2 separate regions of the Aedes albopictus genome follow, and region 1 is linked to region 2. A link is a contact called in public Hi-C data. All regions are on one chromosome and are shown on one strand. The core of a region is the stretch at or near the end of the contact, and the rest is flanking DNA. Distances in the headings are between cores, read along the strand shown. Region 1 holds the start of LOC109430243 (death-associated protein kinase 1). Region 2 holds the start of LOC109416936 (UPF0046 protein C25E10.12).

Region 1 (5,338 bases), core at 2,785-5,284, 960 kb before region 2:
TCAGTAGAAAACAAGATTTGAACAGCGTTATCAAACTTGGAATAATTTTTACCTTGCACTTTTGTAAATGCACAGGTAAAACTCCATCTAAACCTGGTGTTTAAAGTGGATCGAAAGAGTCTAATGCCCATTCGATCTTTGAATAAGTGAAAATGTGGGCTACGAGGCCGTGCTATTAGCTGCGGCAGTCGTCTAGGCGTATCGTAAGCTTCGGAGTGTGGATTCGATTCCGGCTCCAGTAGGTGGAAACTTTTCGCCAAACGAAAAATTCATCACTGGGCCATTGGGTGTTCTGTGTGTTGTCCGTTGTCTAGCGTAAGTAAATGTGTTTAGTCTGTGCAGCCTCTGGCTGAAGACGGTGTGCATTAGAATGGGTCATCGTTTATATGGAAAAATGAAAAATTCAATGGTATTTCATCAGATCAAAGTTACTTTGATCCCATTTCAGGACCCAAATAAGTGTGCAAATTTTGAGCACGATCGGTTATGTCTACGTTTTGCGCATCGCGTTTGAAGTTTGTATGGGGTTTTACATGAAAAAACACACTTTTTTGCATTTCTCTCATAACAAGCTCGAATTTTTCTAAACCATTGTAACCGATAAAGTGAAAACATAGCCTGGGTGTCCTGAAAAACTTTGTCATAGACCGCGAAATGATCTGATGCTTATAAGAAAAATTATAGCGTTGACATTGCTTGGCGAAACAGCATGATTTTGTTGCCATTGTTATTCCTTTACATGTTAAAACATAAACACATGCATGCGGTTCGTTGGTTATAACTATTTTCACAAGCATCGGATCGCTTTGCGGTCTTCAACAAAGTTTTTCAGAACATCCTAGGCTATCATTTTATAGTACTGGTTAAAAAGTTTCAGACAAACTTTTTCAACTTATGACAAAAATGCAAAAAAGTATGTTTTCTCATATAAAATCTCATACAAATTTCAATTGCAATGCGCAAAGTGTAGACGCAACCGATCGTGCTCAAATTTTGCACAGATACTCAAGATCCGAAACGGAACCAAAAAAATTTGATCTGAGACAATGGTTCCGATGACCCACACTAGTGTGCATTCCTTTTTTTTTTATTTAAAACTAGCTGTCCCGGCAAACGTCGTACAGCCTGGCTACTGTGATTTTTTACATGCAGCTCCGTAGAGACGTACCCCGCAAAGTCACCGAAGAGGTCTCAAACTAAGCTAAGAACCTTCCCCGGCCTCAGACATACCCACATACAAAATTTCACACCGATCGGTTCTGTAGTTTCCGAATGCATTGCGGCCAGATAGACAGACAGAAATTCATTTTTATATATATAGATGTTGTTTGCCACATCAGTAGCTTCTATATTCTATAATTCCAAAGTTTCTTGAGTATTTACAGTATAAGACCTGTTGGTCTTTTTTAGTGTTCCGAGATCAATAGCATGATCTTTAGAGAGAACTATTTGATGTCTTGCAGTTTCAGTGGCACTTTCTATGCCGTCGCACATGTGTCTCCAATTTTTCCGCTTTGATCTTCTTATTTCTCTATCATAATTTGTTAAGGCCTCTCTGTAGGGAGACCAGTGAGTGAATTCCGACGCACAATTTCTTCGAAGAGAAGAAAATTTTCTTACAGGTGGGCAATGGAAGAAAATTTCTTCTCTTCGAAGAGATTGTGCGCCGGAATTCGCCCACAGTTCAATGTAAATTTTGCTCGATTAAACTGTTTTCGAGTACGTTTTCTACATTTTCAATCTTTGATTCCACCTGGGAACATCTTTGCTACTGGAGCGTTCCTTGACAGCACAAACACGAGAAAGAGAAGGATGCAAGAGGGGGCACACAAGCTCCCTCTTTCATCCCGCTCTTTTTTTGTTTATCAAGGAGAATGAGTGAGAAAAAAGAAAAAGCTAGCTACGCCAATGAGCGACAGACATTCGGGAGCGAAAGTGGAGGCAGGTCGGCTACACTCGCACTCTACGCAAGGACGGAAACGAAATCTGCGAACATGCGTTAGTCCAGTCGCAATTTCTGTTTCACTCTTGTGGATGAGATCGAACGTCGATATCACGCATTGGCTAACATTCAGCTTTGGGCTACAACTTCATCTCGACGTCGGTGTCGTCGATCAGTCGAGTAATGTTTCGAAGATTTTCCACCTGGTGAGCTTTGCTGGTTCGCAAAACGTATCGATTTCCTTTGTCTTCACTTGCAGCATCTTCAATGGTTTTGGCGATGATTAAAGGCTCGATCGGTAGATTACGTCCAGCTTTGCCTGTTACGAGCAGTGTGGTAACCGTTCCGAACTCATTCCTAGGATCCATGAAATTTGGAAAGCTGTTGCCCTGTCTGCGACTCCCTGGGTCTTCTCCATTTGCACTGCTAGCTGAACCGTAGAAAGTGATAGCAGGCATCTGCTATCTACCCCAGTTGCGGCCAGGTGGGGAAGGATTGGGATGGGAAAACACTATCTGGAAGCACGCACATTTAGAATAATTAAAATAACCAACTGCACGTGCAATGGGGGCGCACGGTTGACAATAGGTAATCGCGCTACTTGGGCGGTGGCTTCTATATTCGTCTGTTTTCCACTATAACTCAGTCGAATTTGAACCAATTGACACAACTTTTGGAATGTGGTGAAATAGGTAGAGTATCTACCCGTGTACAACATTTCAAGTCAATTGGTTCAAAATTGACTGAGTTATAGTGGAAAACAGACGAATATAGAAGCCACCGCCCAAGTGGCGCGATACCCTATTTTGAAATTATCGGGTTCGTCACTTCAATCACTTGAAGTCTGTTTGCCTGTTCACACAGATGGAGGCGCAGGGTCTTTGAAAAGGTGTAAATGACCTTTTCTCTGATCCTTGCGAAAATTCACATAGATTTGCTCCACGGCTTCAAATTGATTTAGTAAAGAGCATTTACTCAGCGAATAAATATGGCGTGTGCGATTAAATTGAAGGTTTGTACTGAACAGTTTTCTCCTGGAGCTATACAGTAGAAACTTGAGTTGCAGCAACCTCATGTAGCAAGGAATGTTTGGAGTTCCGATACAATGAGCACTCAGACAAAGGAATATTCGGATAATTCATGATAAGGACATTGAAGTTCATAAATTTTCGTAATCCATATAGATAAAAATCAAGCGTTTGTAACGCTAGCTGATAAAGTCGAACAACTCTTGATGCATTCTACGGCCCATCTGAATAGGAATTTCGCCATTACAATTCCTAGCGGTGAAGTCAGCACCATTTCGCAGCAGCACCTCCACCAGTTCCAATTCACCTCTTGCAAATGCCAAATGCAAAGCACTATTTCCAGCCGCGTCCCGTGCATCCAACCGTGCTCCGTGGTCCAGCAGTAGCTGGACCGTCTTTATGCTGTGTTCGTAGCATGCCTCTGAAGAGAATCTGCCCACGAAGGTGAGCAGGGCATTTCTACCGGTTTTGTCGCGGATCTCAAGATCGACACCCTTTGCCAGTAGTCGTTCGACTAAGGCATCGTCGCGCTGCCCATACATATTTTTCAACCATCCTACAATACAGGTGGAACCGTCTTGGTCGCGGACATTGTAGTTCAAGTCGTAGTTGAATGTTAGGAATTTCTCAACTACGAAGTATTGTCCATTGCAGCACGCTTTGTTGAACAGCTCCGAGGCAAACTCGGGTGAGTTTTCGTAGAGGGAATCGAACAAAGTTTTGAGCGTGTCGGGGTTAGCTTCCAGAAATGGTCGGTAGGTTTGCGTGAAGAAGACACGATTACCGAAAATCAACGGTGCGAAGTACTTGTGAGCGTGCGCTTTGAATAACGGAAGCTTGTGAGTTAAACGAAGAAGAGCGATGACCATATTGCGATTCCGGATTCGGTATTCAAGAGCAGTTTTACCCTTATTGTTGACGACGTCCAGCTTGCATCCATGACGAACTAGTACGTCTAGGGTGGTAGTGTTTGATGCCAGGAAGAGTGCTGGGTTGCCGTTATTGTTGGGTTGGTCTATGTCGGCTCCCGAGGAAAGGATCTTTTCGATTAATGGGACAACCATGTCGGGTGGATTTTTGCTTAACTGACAAACTTTATGAAGCACTGTATGACCGGTGAAATTCTTTCGGTGTACGAGGGATTGGGCGTCCGGATGTTGTTCGACGATAGTGTTAAACATTTCTATAGATTGCACGTAGTGTATGGGGTGGTTGCCGTTATTATCTACAGCGTCGAAATCGCAACCAGCTCTCAGTAGTTCAGCGAACTGATCCAAATTGTCTTTTTCCACTGCCAAATGTAGGAGCGTTGCTTCATTTGAACCTCTTATAGTTTTGGGTTCAGAACTGGGGAGTTGAATATTTCCATCATCAAGTTTAACGTCCTTGAATGCTAGTTTCAGATCTACAATAAAATTAGAGATATTTTCAGACAATAAAACATTTTTTAATTTTATTGATACAAACCTTCACCTGGAGAAAATGCTGGTTCTTTGGACAACACTCGGTCTATGTCGACTTCCAACGATGGGAAATATTTGACCAACTGATTTCGATTATTCACGAAAAACGACTTCCCATGATAACTACAAAATATCACGTCATTCCGGAGCCTACCAATATTGTTCAGGAAAAAATGCTGATGGTTTTCCAAGATGAATTCCACTGAATCGTGTTCCGAGTTCCATAGAGCTTGCTGAAGTGTTTCGTAGGCCTGATTAGTTTCGAAGAATCGCTTCACGGACGGTTCAAGTTGATACATTTCTTTCAAGATATCCAGGATTTTCAATCGTATACACTCGTGTACTATGGTGGTTCCCGGTCCCTGGCGAACGACCAATCCCAGAAGTTCTGGATTTTTCCTTATGTCGTCCCAACAGTAACCTAGAGCCAGTTTCTTATACAAGAGATCTGCCAGTATTGTTACTCCTTTCCACTGGTATGTCAGATCCAGTTGATATTCGACTATGTACTCTTCAATTTTCGTGCGGATTGGCTCCGAAAGAATCGATGATAGAATGGAGCAATGAGTGTAGACTTCGTGTTCGTACCGAAATATTTTGTTGAACGCTTGCGATTGAGATTCGTTGAAGTACTTCTGTCTGTAGTTGATCATTTTCTTCAGCACGTAATCCAACATTTCTGTGTCATCTTTCTGCATTAAAACCATTAAGGCATTCGACTTAGTTGTGCTCCTAAGAGTGCAGTCAAAAGAATCAAAATGTTCAGTGAGTAACCACCGGATTGTATCTCTTTGGAGATTTCTACACGCAGCCAGTAATGGGTTGTGTCCTGGAAGACTAAGTGGTGCTCCTAGGTTGATTAGTAGGTTGATAGCTGTAATGTTTCCACAGGAAGCAGCCACTTC
Region 2 (5,344 bases), core at 251-2,750:
GACCAGATCGGTATCGATTGGAAGACGCCAAAGGCAAGGATACACAGAATACACTGTGTAAATAACATAATGCCAAACCATATAGGCCAAAATTCAAAATAATAAATAATAATCTTGCCCTCATTCAGCCTCAATTTTGAGACTAAAGAAGGGCAGTTCATTGTCTCTGAGAAACAAAAGGTCCACTGCGCTATTGCTTGGGTAAGCATAAGGGCTAAATATTATGGAGGGTGCCCCAGGCTCCGTTTGCGATTAGGTTTTTATCTGAGAGTTTTTATTAGACCCAAAATCCCGCCATGAAGATGCAGAAGTAGTCCACCCCAAAATAATGCTCTATCAGAACGAAAAATCAAAAAGAAGCTTGCAGTAAATTGAAAATCACACAAATTTAATGATTACCTATTTCGTTTTGCAATGTTGTGTCTCAAAAAAACAACAACAATAAGTGCTCCACCCCCGATTTGTGTCTGTCGCTGTCGGGTGCTAAAATTGTTAAATTCTTAATCAAATTCGGCTGCCTTCGCTAGCCTTTCGCCCAGTCCATTACGATTCCGTATGCAAAAATCAACAAATTGCGTCCAATCGTCAACAATTTCCAAAAATAAAACGACATCCTCCCACTTTATCGCTGCTCCTGCTGCTGCTGGAAAACTCCTACTCACCCGAATTGGTGCTACTGCTGCTCCCAGCAAACAAACCTCCTCCGACTGCGACTGTGGGATTGCCGTCCAGCGCCAGATCCTCCCCGTTTTCACCACCTTCCGAATCGTCCCCGATGGACCGCTGCATGGTGGTGCCGTTTGGAACCGGCCGCGAACCGAAATCACCCGGAAAAACACTCGAATTTTCACTTTTTTTACGCGACGCACGATCGATATCAACAAAAGAAATTTTACGATTTTTCGCGATTTCCCGTTAGACAGTGACAGACCGCAGACAGCGACCAGTGTTGCCACATTTTAATCTGTATTTTGCCTTCCAAAAATCTTTATAATCTGTATCACCATGTTTTGCCAAAAATCTGTATGAAATCTGTAAGATTTCGCGGAAAATCTGTTTGAAATTCTGTAAGTTTCAGAAAACTCTGTATAATCTGTATAATTTCCAAAAATCTGTAATTATTGGTATACAGAATTCTGTATGAAAAGCTGCGAGAAAATCTGCATGATTACAGAAAAATCTGTATATGTGGCATCCCTGACAGCGACAGCGAAGCGACAGCGAAGCGACAGCGTCACTGACAGATAGTGCGCCGCGGTGCCAGTTGAATTTCGAGCAGATCTAAACAAAAGCGGGATCGCCCAGTGCTACGCGCCGGCTGTGACCGGCGTCCAGCGGTAAACATGCACTTTATACGGGTTGGGGGAGGGACGAAACAGCTGATTGGTGTTTTTGTTGCGGGAAAGTTGAATGAAAATGTGTGCGAAGGACACCGGTGAGTAGTGAATGTTATGAATTTTGAAACTCTCTCTCTAGGTAGGCAACTGACGAAATTTATTTGAACTGTTTGCGAAATAGGTGGAGAAAATTGAATGGCAAACAGCTGATCGGGTGTACGAGCGTCCCGCCGCTCATCAAGGTCAAGTACAGGGTGCATCGCAAGCGTCGTCTATGGACGTTTGTTTGCGTGCGCATTTCGGCTGACAAACGATCGATCGGATTGTAAACACGCAGAGACAGAATCGCGGTTTGCGTCATAACATCAACAGAATTTTTGCAATTTTTAATCGATTTCGCAATCAATTCGCGTTTTCTAGAAGGAGTTTGTTCATTTCGGCGAGTGCTCCCTGCAAGACCATGAAAATCGACATCCATCCTCTGACGGAGGATCCTACGCGAGCGTGGAAGGAAATATCGAAAACCCAGCGAGTGATAAAGATTAACACCAAAGCACCCGGAGCGGAAGTTCCCAGCAATAAGGTGCGGGTGGTTTGCATGTCCGATACGCACTCGCTGACGCATCACATCAAGTTCGACATCCCCGAGGGGGACGTGTTCATTCATGCGGGCGATTTCACCCGGTGCGGGAAGCTGGACGAGGTCATCGATTTCAACAACTGGTTGGGTGAGTATTGAATAGAATGCTTGATTTTGGGCGGGAATTTGTTATCTGTTATACCAGTGGCCTTTTAGGAGGGAATCCTTTTCGAACGTCGTCAAGTTACTAAACTATGTATTGAACTTAATGTTTCCACCTAAATAATGTTCATCAATATTCAAATCCGAAACTCTTTTCCATTTTAGAAAAACTACCACACAAGCACAAGCTGGTCATAGCGGGTAACCACGAGCTCAGTTTTGACCACACGTTCACGCACCCGTTCCAGAATGCCAGTGCCTGTTGCAAGAAGACCGGCAGCACTCTGCTGGACGAAATCCCCACGCTGGGAAACTCGAAGGAGAGCCTGGCCGAAGCGGTCAAAACGGAAAACATTCGACAATACCTGAGCAACTGTGTGTACCTGCAGGATGAATCGATCGAGCTGTACGGGTTGAAAATCTACGGCACCCCGTGGCAGCCGGAGTTCTGCAAGTGGGCCTTCAACGTCAAGCGGGGCCGCGACTGCCTGGACAAGTGGGAGCAAATTCCGGAGAATTTGGACATTCTGATCACCCACACGCCTCCCGTTGGCCACGGTGATCTGTGCTGCTCGGGGGTGAGGGCGGGGTGTGTGGAACTGCTGACGACCGTGCAGCAGCGAGTCAAGCCGAAGTACCACGTGTTTGGGCACGTGCACGAGGGTTACGGGATCACATCGGATGGTAAGATCATTTTTATCAATGCATCCACGTGCGACATCAACTATCTGCCGAACAACCAGCCGATCGTGTTTGACGTGACCCTGCCAAAGGGACGCACTAAAGATGATCTGTAAACTAAAGCTGGGCGGTTTTCTAATTAAGTACATCGACATTTGATAAGTAGCAGACATGTTTCTTTCGCACGACCTAGAAGCCATAACACATTGATGATGCGTGGGGCTTTGCGCATCTAGAAAATAGTATACAATATAGGGTGACGAAGGGTATTATCGGCAGGTTTGTTCTTATGGTTTTTTTTTTTGACCAAAATGCCTGGAATTTGGACATATAACTCAGCTTGATTGGGAAGGATTTGTGGCCAACACTGAGTTTAACAGGCTTAAAAAAACCAATGACGAAGAGAACAAAACTGCCGAAAATACGTAAGTTTCCCTATCTTATTGTTAGGCAAAGCGTTTTTTACACTCAATCATTTTTCAATCGTTTACATAACTATCCTAAATTCAAATTATTTTAACATTTCGAGCTGATTTAAACGTAGTACATAATATGTTCTCTTCATCGACTCTTTCTTCTTCAAATTAAAGTGACAAGATGCAAGTATAGTTGCACTTTTTGGTCATAAATCGCTAGGTTGCGATGCAATCTAGCGTCCAAGTGTAAAAAAGTTCGATTGAATTTGCATCTTGTCACTTTAATTTGCAGAAGAGAGAGTCGATGAAGAGAACTCTCTCATGTTACTTTCGCCCTTATTTAAACTCAATCTAGATATTACTATCTTGTAAAATGAGATGCAGAAACTTACTTTAAATCACAGCTTATGTTTGTATATTTTGTGGAAAGCCAAATTATGTGTACAGCTAAGATTAATTCAGTAGAACATCCCATTCTAGAAAAAGTGTATTCTAGACTCCATGATAGATTGTAAAGTTAGCTCAAAAACGATATTAACACAATAACGCCGCAGTGTACGTAAGCGATCACAACTTGATATACTCGATAACAAGCTCCATGACATAACCAATTTAGTTTTTCGAAATGTTTATAGCGCTGCATTTTGTTCTGTTCTTTTATAGGGTTTGGGTTTTTGACCCCATTCCCTGCACTACTGTTAAACCAAATTGTGCATTGCCTAAATTCACAACGAAACGACCGTTTTCGTCCACTTCTTCCATTTGAATCAGATACCTTTATCACAGAGAAACAGACGTCACACTCTACTCGCTTCCCATCGATTACCGTTTTAACGGTTGATTCAAATATTCGGTAGTTGGTCAATTGACCAGTTGCGGCGCTGGCATCGTTTTTGCTCCTGCTTGACGTTTGCTCACTACCGGCATCTAATGGTGGCTTGTCCAAACACGACATGATTAGTATTGGGCGATTACGATTTCGTGACGATGATTTATATTATAATTTGTTCTAAGTGTTACGTCTGTTTTTCTGTGCCTTTATTGTGTAGTGGGAGTAAAACTCAACTTTCAATTTGTGTACTTAGTGTACGTAAGAACAAACACGACATTCACGAAACGCGACGCGAGATAAGACACGACACTTATGGTTCTTACAATCGTCAAATTAATTAAAAAATTACCTTAATGCCGACCGGTTTCGGGCTCGATGCAGCCCATCTACGGGACAATGTCCCGTTTACAGGCAGACCTTTGGGCTCAGCATGGGTAGCAAGCTGTCCCCATTGCTAGCGGACCTCTTCATGAGCGATTTTGAGAACGAAGCTCAAAAGAAGAAGTTGTTTCCCAGGATCTGGTGGCGCTACGTTGATGATATTTTTGCTCCGGTTAAGGAACGATACCTGGATCAAACGTTGAGCATGTTAAACTCCCAACACAACACGATCAAATTTACTGTAGAGAAGGAAGAGGAAGGGAGACCCCCTTTCTCGATCTGTTGATCAGTAGAAAAGAAGACAGCACGTTGAAATTCGGGATCTACCGCAAGCCTACCTCCACCGATAATACATTACTTCGGATTCCAATCACTTCGGTGCCCAGAAGCAAGCCGCTTTCCACTCTATGGCACACCGGTTATTCAACGTACCCATGGCGAAAGAAGAGTTTGAAGAAGAGAAAGACCGTATTTATTCAGCAGCCGAAGTGAATGGGTACGACAGGTCTTTCGAAGATAAAATCATCCGGAAACATAAGCGAAAAACACAGCGCGACAGTATAACTACCCTCCAGCTGGACACCAAAGAAGTAAAAAGTCAGCCTGCCATTCTACCCGAAAATAACGAACCTCATAAAAACCACACTTCACCGACAAGGGTTACATATTGTCCACAAAAGTGAGAACACTTTGCGTGACCTGCTTTGCAACCTCAAAGACAAGGTTCCACCTGACGAGCAGTCTGTCATATTCCCTGCAAAGACTGTCCGGCGGTTTACATTGGACAATCCCGCCGGAAAGTCAAAGTCCGCATAAGGGAACATAAAAACGCCGTGGCATCTAAGAAAAGCAACGAATCGAGCGTGGCGGCTCATACGGTGGAAACCGACCACGAAATAGATTGGGGAAGTGCGAAGCTCGTAAAAACTGTGAAGAAAGCTTCCCACTTAAACGC

The links. Hi-C and Micro-C count contacts between places; a contact is called where the count stands out from the background.
Region 1: a Hi-C map of whole body shows a contact between it and region 2, with 6 times the contacts expected there. The contact joins the promoter of LOC109430243 here to the promoter of LOC109416936 in region 2. A contact is called at or near these places in 2 of 3 Hi-C or Micro-C datasets (embryo and whole body).

What each region holds. Positions count from the first base shown.
Region 1 is chr2:361,281,251-361,286,588 of AalbF5, reverse strand. It overlaps LOC109430243 (death-associated protein kinase 1), which reads right to left and starts at 4,034. Exons shown (of 1, transcript XM_020077012.3): 1 at 3,150-4,034. The coding sequence starts at 4,034. The coding sequence ends at 3,150.
Region 2 is chr2:360,323,434-360,328,777 of AalbF5, reverse strand. LOC109416936 (UPF0046 protein C25E10.12) reads left to right here and starts at 1,500. Exons shown (of 2, transcript XM_062848913.1): 1 at 1,500-2,065; 2 at 2,245-3,042. The coding sequence starts at 1,798. The coding sequence ends at 2,876. It overlaps LOC109403764 (protein furry), which reads right to left and starts at 930. Exons shown (of 24, transcript XM_062852875.1): 1 at 663-930. The coding sequence starts at 789.